Linked DNA regions of Callithrix jacchus: region 1 is linked to region 2. A link is a contact called in public Hi-C data. All regions are on one chromosome and are shown on one strand. Each heading gives the region's core, a stretch centred on a gene start, on an enhancer-like site or on the middle of the called end of the contact. The rest is flanking DNA. Distances are from core to core; before and after follow the strand shown. Region 1 overlaps PTK7 (protein tyrosine kinase 7 (inactive)). Region 2 holds the start of PTK7 (protein tyrosine kinase 7 (inactive)).

The links. A called contact is a pair of places that touch in the nucleus more often than the background predicts.
Region 1: a Hi-C map of skeletal muscle shows a contact between it and region 2, with 5 times the contacts expected there. The contact joins the enhancer-like site here to the promoter of PTK7 in region 2. A contact is called at or near these places in 3 of 3 Hi-C or Micro-C datasets (induced pluripotent stem cells and skeletal muscle).

What each region holds. Positions count from the first base shown.
Region 1 is chr4:51,615,447-51,619,538 of calJac240_pri, forward strand. It overlaps PTK7 (protein tyrosine kinase 7 (inactive)), which reads left to right. Exons shown (of 21, transcript XM_078369189.1): 13 at 1-151; 14 at 245-372; 15 at 1,796-1,999; 16 at 2,815-2,970; 17 at 3,868-4,092. Among named protein-coding and RNA genes, the nearest start is that of SRF, 28 kb to the right of the region's middle. Within about 2 kb of position 1,880, at least 2 of the 16 cell types and tissues checked have an H3K27ac peak or open chromatin away from gene starts, as enhancers often do.
Region 2 is chr4:51,554,675-51,558,775 of calJac240_pri, forward strand. It overlaps PTK7 (protein tyrosine kinase 7 (inactive)), which reads left to right and starts at 1,428. Exons shown (of 21, transcript XM_078369189.1): 1 at 1,428-1,677. It overlaps KLC4 (kinesin light chain 4), which reads left to right. Exons shown (of 17, transcript XR_013534220.1): 17 at 1-212.

The DNA.
Region 1 (4,092 bases), core at 630-3,129, 61 kb after region 2:
TTTTTATCACCTTCAAAGTGGAGCCAGAGCGCACAACTGTGTACCAGGGCCACACAGCCCTGCTGCAGTGCGAGGCCCAGGGGGACCCTAAGCCACTGATCCAGTGGAAGGGCAAGGACCGCATCCTGGACCCCACCAAGCTGGGACCCAGGTAAGGCCACCCCCCTTCCACACCCCTCGCCTCTCCTCTCCTGCAGCCCCCTCTGCCTGCGAGCCAGCTAGCGCTGTGGCTTCTCTCCCGAAGGATGCACATCTTCCAGAATGGCTCCCTGGTGATCCATGACGTGGCCCCTGAGGACTCAGGCCGCTACACCTGCATTGCGGGGAACAGCTGCAACATCAAGCATACGGAGGCCCCCCTCTATGTCGTGGGTATGGGCTGGGGAGAGGTGTCCTGCACAGGTAGTGGTGGACCCGGACGTTTGTCACCTTGTACTCAATCAGCCCCTGTGTACAGAACATGGCACAGAAGCCATTTTTGTGGCAGGGGAGGGGATTCGGCTATGTCTTTTTCACCTCGCCAAGGCAGTCTTAGAGTCCTTGCTTAGAGCCAGGCTGTCGTTTATGTAGCATCCCACAGCCAGTGGAGTGTGTGTGTGTTGCTGGGGGTGGTGGTGTGCTGCCTTCCGGGTCTCCTGCAGCAGCCACACATATCTCAGGGTGGGTGGGGAGGACCAGGTCAGAATGCAGCAGGGCAAAGTTCTTTTCTCCAGGAGGCCCAGAGAGGATGATGAGTCAGGTAAAAGACCCTGCACTTAGCTCTGTGCCCCTGGGGGATTTATTTCTCCTCTGAGGTCTTGTTTCTGCATTCACAGGTAGAGGTGGTTTAAATGAGAAGCTCTCAAACTTTCTTGGTTTAGCAGCAGAGTTCTTTTTCTAGACAAAATACAATGTGAAAGTTTAAGTGGATAAAAACGAAGTGAGGCGGCCCCTTGGTGAGAGCCACTGGGGTGTGTGTGGCAAGTGGGGGATCCTGCATGGTCTCTCTCCCTTCATTCCCCCAATGGCCCCTGAGACCCCTCCATGTGGGCCGTTGAAAAGCCCCTAGGCAGCAGATCTCTTCTACAGATCTGTTTATAGAAAAACCTGCTCTGTGCCAGGCAGTACCTGGAATTCTAAACCTGAAACTCCCCAGTGCTGCTCTCCCTGGCTTCCTGGCTCACATTATCAAGTCACTTAGGAAGCTTCTTTTTTTTTTTTTTTTTTTTTTTTTTGAGACAGAGTCTCACTCTGTTGCCCAGGCTGGAGTGCAATGGCACGATCTTGGCTCACTGCAACCTCCGCCTCCTGGGTTCAAGTGATTCTCCTGCCTCAGCCTCCCGAGTAGCTGGGATTACAGGTGAGCACTACCACGCCCAGCTAATTTTTGTATTTTTTAGTAGAGACTGGGTTTCATCATGTTGGTCAGGCTGGTCTCCAACTCCTGACCTCGTGATCCGCTTGCCTTGGCCTCCTAAAGTGTGAGGATTACAGGTGTACCTGGCCAGGAAGCTTCTTAATAAATAGTCTGGGTTTGTGGCAGCTTCCTGACAGGTATGCTTCCCATCCCCATCACCTGTCTTGGCTTCTGATGCACAGCCAGCTTGGGAATCCCTGGCCTCATCTCCTTCAGAGTCTTCCTGTGACTTTGGTGGGGCATGAGGACCTGCTGGCCCTCATTAAAGCCAGTACAGGTGGCAACCTTCCCGGGCCATCTGTAAAGTTGTCCCATGGATGGGGCTGGGAGGAGTTAATGGAGAAGCAGGGCTTGGTTTGCTTAGCAGCCCCTGCCCAGACCCATCCATGTGTCTCTCAGACAAGCCGGTGCCGGAGGAGTCGGAGGGTCCTGGCAGCCCTCCCCCCTACAAGATGATCCAGACCATCGGGCTGTCGGTGGGTGCGGCTGTGGCCTACATCATTGCTGTGCTGGGCCTCATGTTCTACTGCAAGAAGCGCTGCAAAGCCAAGCGGCTGCAGAAGCAGCCTGAGGGCGAGGAGCCAGAGATGGAGTGCCTCAATGGTGAGGGGCCCTGGATAGGGAGGTGGTGCCCGTGGGCGGGAGCTGAGCGCCCTCTCGCGGCCACGGAGGGGAGAGCACCAGGAGTCTGGAAACAGGTGCTGGGCTTTGGACCTGGGGCTGCCCCACCCCTGGCGGGAAGCCTGGAGTTGACAGATTCCCCGGGACTGGGCTTCTGAACAACCTGGCTTGAGACCTCTTCATTGGATCTCCTTGGGCCAGCTTCCTATGATTCCCTGCTGTTTCCTCCTCCCAGCACGAAGCCACAGATATCATCATGTATACATGTTGCTGTTGCTCGCTTTGTTTAGAGTTTAGAGTTCCCCCAAGGGCAGTCTTTCTGTTTGCTTCCCTTCTCCTACCCCCACTTCCCTGGACTGGTAGCTCCCTGAGGTCATTGCTGGGTCTCTCCTATCTGCTCAGGTGTTCAGGAGCAGGGGTCAGGTCTCCATTATTGTGATGTTTCCCTTTGTGCCTGTTTAGGGCTTTGGCCAATAGGAGGCCCCATGAAAGCAAAAAATCCTTATTGTAGCTATGGTGTTCAAGGACCAGCGGTTCAGATTAGACATTGCAGTTGATTCCATCTCAGAGGTCATAATCAGTTGCATCACTAAGTGGTCATACCCTGGCGGATGCCCATCTCTCCACCACACAGCCCCAGCCCCATCATTTCATCATTTGGGCTCACTCTTTCATGTGGAGCATGTGATTGGACCCAATTTGGCAAGAGTGGAAGACCAGGGGACAGAACAGAAATCCCTGTGGTGGCCAGCGTGTCTGGTCTCCTTGTGACACTTCTCTGTGCTCCTTCTTCCCAGGCGGGCCTTTGCAGAATGGGCAGCCCTCAGCAGAGATCCAAGAGGAAGTGGCCTTGACCAGCTTGGGCTCTGGCTCTGCAGCCACCAATAAACGCCACAGCACAAGTGATAAGTTGCACTTCCCTCGGGCCAGCCTGCAGCCCATCACCACGCTGGGTATGTTGCCTTGATGACAGCTGCCCCTGCCCAACTGCAGGTCACTGGCTGTGTCTTGAGGCTGGGGATGGGCTAGTGGTTCTGAAGTCCCTGAAACCTAGAATGTTAGGGGTGGAGGGAATCATAGGTAGAGATCTTGTCCAGTGTGGCCCTGGGGCCCGTTACTGCCCTTTGAACAGATCTTGTCATTCCTGTGTGCCACCTGTAGTATTATTTACTTGATGTTTTATTTAAATTGACTCCTTTAAAAAAAAAAAACTAAGTTATTTTTATTCTAGGAAAAAACATGAGAAATGGGTTTGTTGTAGTTAAATTTTTTCCTAGCATACGTTAAGATGTGTTTACCGGTTACCATGGCTCATGCCTGTAATCCCAGCACTTTGGGAGGCTGAGGCAGGCAGATCACAAGGTCAGCAGATTGACACCATCCTAGCTAATACAGTGAAACCCCACCGCTACTAAAAATACAAAAAAATTAGCTGGGTATGGTGGCATGGGCCTGTAGTCCCAGCTACTTGGGAGGCTGAGGCAGGAGAATTGCTTGAACCTGGAGGTGGAGGTTGCAGTGAGCTGAGATCTCACCACTGCACTCCAGCCTGGGCGACAGAGTGAGACTCTGCCTCAAAAAAAAAAAAAAAAAAAAGACGTGTTTATCATGAGCCACCAAAAATTCTCATGCAAGTCACCCTTTGGAAAATGCTGGATATTAGTTCAACTCTTTATTTTGCTGTTGGAGACACTGAAGCCTAAGGAGGGAGGGGGTCACAGCAGAACTGGGTCTCATGCCCAGCCCAGGTGGGTGGGTCCCCGCTGTCGGAGAGTCTAGGCCCTTCCCCAAGGTCAGGGGCTGCCTCTGCCTGGGTGAAGGTGGCTGGCTGACTCAGACTGTACCCACAGGGAAGAGTGAGTTTGGGGAGGTGTTCCTGGCAAAGGCTCAGGGCTTGGAGGAGGGAGTGGCAGAGACCCTGGTACTTGTGAAGAGCCTGCAGAGCAAGGACGAGCAGCAGCAGCTGGACTTCCGGAGGGAGTTGGAGATGTTTGGGAAGCTGAACCATGCCAACGTGGTGCGGCTCCTGGGGCTGTGCCGGGAGGCTGAGCCCCACTACATGGTGCTGGAGTATG
Region 2 (4,101 bases), core at 178-2,677:
AGAGTAGCTAGCTCTGAGGCCCCCAAGGTGGGTACAAAGCAGGTATGGCCCTCAGAGATGCAGCCTGCTGCTGGCTTTTCAGTCAGAGGGTTGGGGGCTGGCCAGCCAAGCCGCCTTGCCCTGGCCACTCTTATCCCCTCCCTCTGCTGTCTCACTTCAGGTCCACGTATTTCACTTTTCTTAAATAAAACAATCAGGTAACCTTTCTGCAATTTGAGTCCTGATTGGAGAGGGTATGAGCAGGGCTTGTGTTGGGGCCCTTCACAGAGGGTGAGGGGCAGTGATGGATGGGGCGGCAGGAGTGTTGATTCTTGGATCTCTCCTCTCTACCCCCTCATTTGTATCATCTCCAGCAGGGCCTGTAGGAAGGCTTCTGGGGGATGGGGAAGGAGGAGGCCCACAACCCATGGAGAAGGTGCTGTGAACTGGGTTGTCAGGGACATGTGGTGGCCATGTGGCAGGACCCTGGAGTCCTGGCGCCACTTCTCCTGGCTGTGAGGCCCTCTGTGGCTGCTGTTACTCCTCCCAGCTGCTTGGGGGAAGGGAGGTCTAAGCAGGCCTGGGGGGCTCTCTGGAGCCAGAGGGGAGACAAGGCACTATCCATCCCCTCTCAGCATATCTTGGAGGCCTGAGCAGCAGCTGGGGCCCATCTTCTAAAGCTTGACTCCTACTGACCCGCCTCCTACACCCCTTGCTGCTTTCACAACAAAGAAAGAATGTGGGGGTGGTGGCACTAGGGGTGGGGGGTGCCTGGAACAAGGGTTGTGCTGGGCCTCCCCACAGCTGGAGACTTGGCCATACCCTGACACAGCCTAGACTGCCTGGAGATGGACTTGGGATGAATTTGTCAGTTTAGCAGACTTCAGCCTGGCTTTCAGAGCCTAGCATGTTTCTACTTTGGGATCAGATTGATCTAGAGCCAAACCAGACCCCAGTCATGCACCATTCAGCCCCTCTTCGGGCTACAAAGCATCTTCAGGTTACCCTACTTGGGGACATTAAGGACACCCTGCTGTTTTGGGTCTCCCATAAAATTTTGGGTTGCTGTAGAGTGGGTGGGGCCCACCTCTTCGCCTGCCGCAATCTGGAGAATTCTGGGGGAATTGTTGGCCAGAGCCTCCAGGTAAGCCCAGAATGGACCATTCACCCCCCAGGATCTACGGAATCGTACAAGTCACTTGGGTTCTCCTGGGTCCCTGGAGAGTCGGTGGTAGGCATAGCAAACACTCCCCTGCCTAGCTCAGGTCCCCTGTGCTCTCCTGAGCCTTGGTCTCTCTGTTCTCCATCCCTCTCCAGACCCCTCCCCCGACTGAGCTCCTCCCCGCCTCGGCGGGGAGGGGGCGTCGAAGGGGTGTGGCGCCGTGCGGGGGCCGGAGGGGAGGGGGCGTCGTGGGGCGGGGTTTGGCGGCGGCGGCGCGCAAGGACTCGGAGGTACGGGGCGCGCGCGTCTCCGGCTCGGGACGTCTCGGGGTCTGGCTCCGGCTGCGGCTGCTGCTGCGGCGCCCGCGCTCGGGTGCGCTCCGCCTCCTGTGCCCGCCGCGGAGCGCAGTCTGGGCGCCCGCCGTGCGCCCTCAGCTCCTTTTCCCGAGCCCGCCGCGATGGGAGCTGCGCGGGGATACCCGGCCGGACCCCGGCGGTTGTCTCTGCTCAGCGTTCTGCTGCTGCAGCTGCTGGGCGGTGAGTCCCCGAGAGCTGGGGGCATGGAGCTTGGGAAGCGCGGGAGTCCCGTGGGCAAAAGGCGGCACCCGGGGAGATGGGTTTGGGCGGCTGGAGCGGCCCTGGAGTGGTGTAGAGGCTCGCTGGGGATGCAGGCTCGCGGCGGAAGGGCTCAAAGAGCCCGGGGGCCGGGAGGCTGGCGAAGCCTCCGCGGACTCCGTCAGGGTCCCTCCCACCCGCGCCGTGGGGACGCGTTTCCAGCTTCACGGAGTTTTCCTGTCTGATCCGGGAGTTTGATCGAGAACTACCGGGAGTTGCCGGCTCTCGGGCCCAAATGGAGAGTTTCTTGTAGGGGAAGAAAAGACTACCAGCAACCACCATGGGGGGTGTGATGGGGAAAAGGGAGACCCTCCCAGGAGGCTCAGTCCAGGTGAGAGTGGCCGGTTTGGGGCCCGATGCCGGACAGACCTGCGGCGCGCAAAGCCCGGAGCTTTGTTACCTACGCCGACCCGACTCTCCTGGCTTCCCTTCTCCAAGTTCCTGGGCAAAGCTGGGACCTCAGATGGCTCTGAGGGTGAGGGCGGAAGAAGGGAAGAATTAGGGGCTGCCCCATGGCCTCTAACTACTGGGCTGGAACTCTGCGCCCACTCCGTGCCAGGGTCGAATCCGGGGAGCAGAGGGTCCCAGGCTGTCGAGGTGACTAATGTGTGAAGGCCGCTGCCAAAATCGGGCATGGCCTGCCTGCAAAGGTGCGGACGGGGTTTGTTCTGCTCCTTCCTGGATTTCCATCCTGGCTGTCCTCACAGAGGGAAGGAAATCTTTCTAAGAGCAGAAAGGCCAAAAGAGCTAATTCTGGCTTTTTTGGTGGGGGTGGGGGGGAGCTTAGCATTTTAACGACGGTGTGGCCCTCATCACTAGGGCAGACAGCAGGGCTCCCCCAACCCCCACAGCTTTTATTTCCTGGCTTGGTCACACCTAAGAGTCATCACTGAGGTGTTGAAGTGCCTTAGGAAAGCACCAAGCCACTCTCACATCCCAAACAGCCCGGACTGGAAATAAAGCCCCCCACCCTCCAAAACGCAAACTCTTCTTTGGTCCTCGAAGCAGCTTCTTCTTGGGGAGCTCTTTCCGGGAGACCTGTCCTAAGTGATCTCCTTCCCCCTCCTTTGAAGGCGGCATGAATAGAGAATTGCCTTTCTGACATCTTTCTGGCCTGCCAGCTGTGGAGGGGTTTTGGTGCTGGTGGAATCAACATCTCCCCTGCCCCCAGTTGTAAAAGGAGAGGTAAATGTAACCCAGGAAAGAGAGCAAGCTCCAGGGATTTGGAGGTGGTATTTCTGGACTTGCCCGTGTTTCTTGTGATGTGTGTGGTGGTTATTGCTCATGGCAGAATCCACATCTGCTCCCAGAGGAAGTATGGAAGTTTTTTTGTACAGCCAGGATGGGGGCCCAGCCATCTGGGCCAGCAGCCGGAGCTCACAGGCCTCCTGGCTCTCCTGGTTGGGTTTTGGTGTGTCGGTCTGCCCAGTGAGGCTGCATTCACTGCTGCTGTTCAGAGTTCTGGAGTCGGGGAGATTCTGGTGAAGATGGGGCTCTTGCTCAACAAATGCTACATTCCTAAATTCTTTCCTTGAGAAGATGACTCTGATGTTAATTGACTTAATCTGGTGACTGCTGTTTAGTGTGTGTGTGTTGGGGGGAATCCTGTTGGGGGAAGTTAGGGCAGGCTGAGGGCTTGGGACAGGAGGTCTGTAGTCTCCTCAGGGGTGGGGATATGTCTTGTGCTCAACAAAGGAACATTTTAATGAGAGCCTTAAATCAGTTCCACCAAATGTGCCTTGTGGTGGAACCTGTCCATGTGCTGTAAACAATTTCAGCGGAGACCGAGGCGCCTGCTGTCTTCTAGTGAAATCCTGGGACTCAACCCACCCCCAGACACATGACTTCAGGGGGCAACGATTTTTTAATAGATCACAGTAGATTTTTCCATCTCATTGTTTGACCGTGTAATTAACTGGTGTTGTAGTGAGATCCCACTGCTAATAAGGCTGGAGTAAGGAACCTAGGCTGGCTAGGCTTGTGGATTAGACCATTTTAAAGTCTGGGTAATTATGCCATAAATGGCTGAGTTACTTTCCACACTGAGATGGTGTTGTAATAAATATGGTGGTGGAGGAGGAGGAGGAGGAGGAGGCTTGACGTTTGAAACTTGGGATTTTTAACCCCAACCTCTTGTACAGCCAGTTGTGGTCACTTCCTCATCCCCATTTCCATCCCCTCCCTTGTATATTTCCTCCAGGCTCTTGTTTCTTTAGGGACATTGAGTCGTCATATTCTGGGATAGGCTGTCTGCAGATTCCTAAGGCTCTGCAGCCTGTAATTCAGGCCTAGGAGTTGCTTTTATTAGTGATGGCTTTTCTCAGCTGTTGAGAAGTGTGGTGGCAG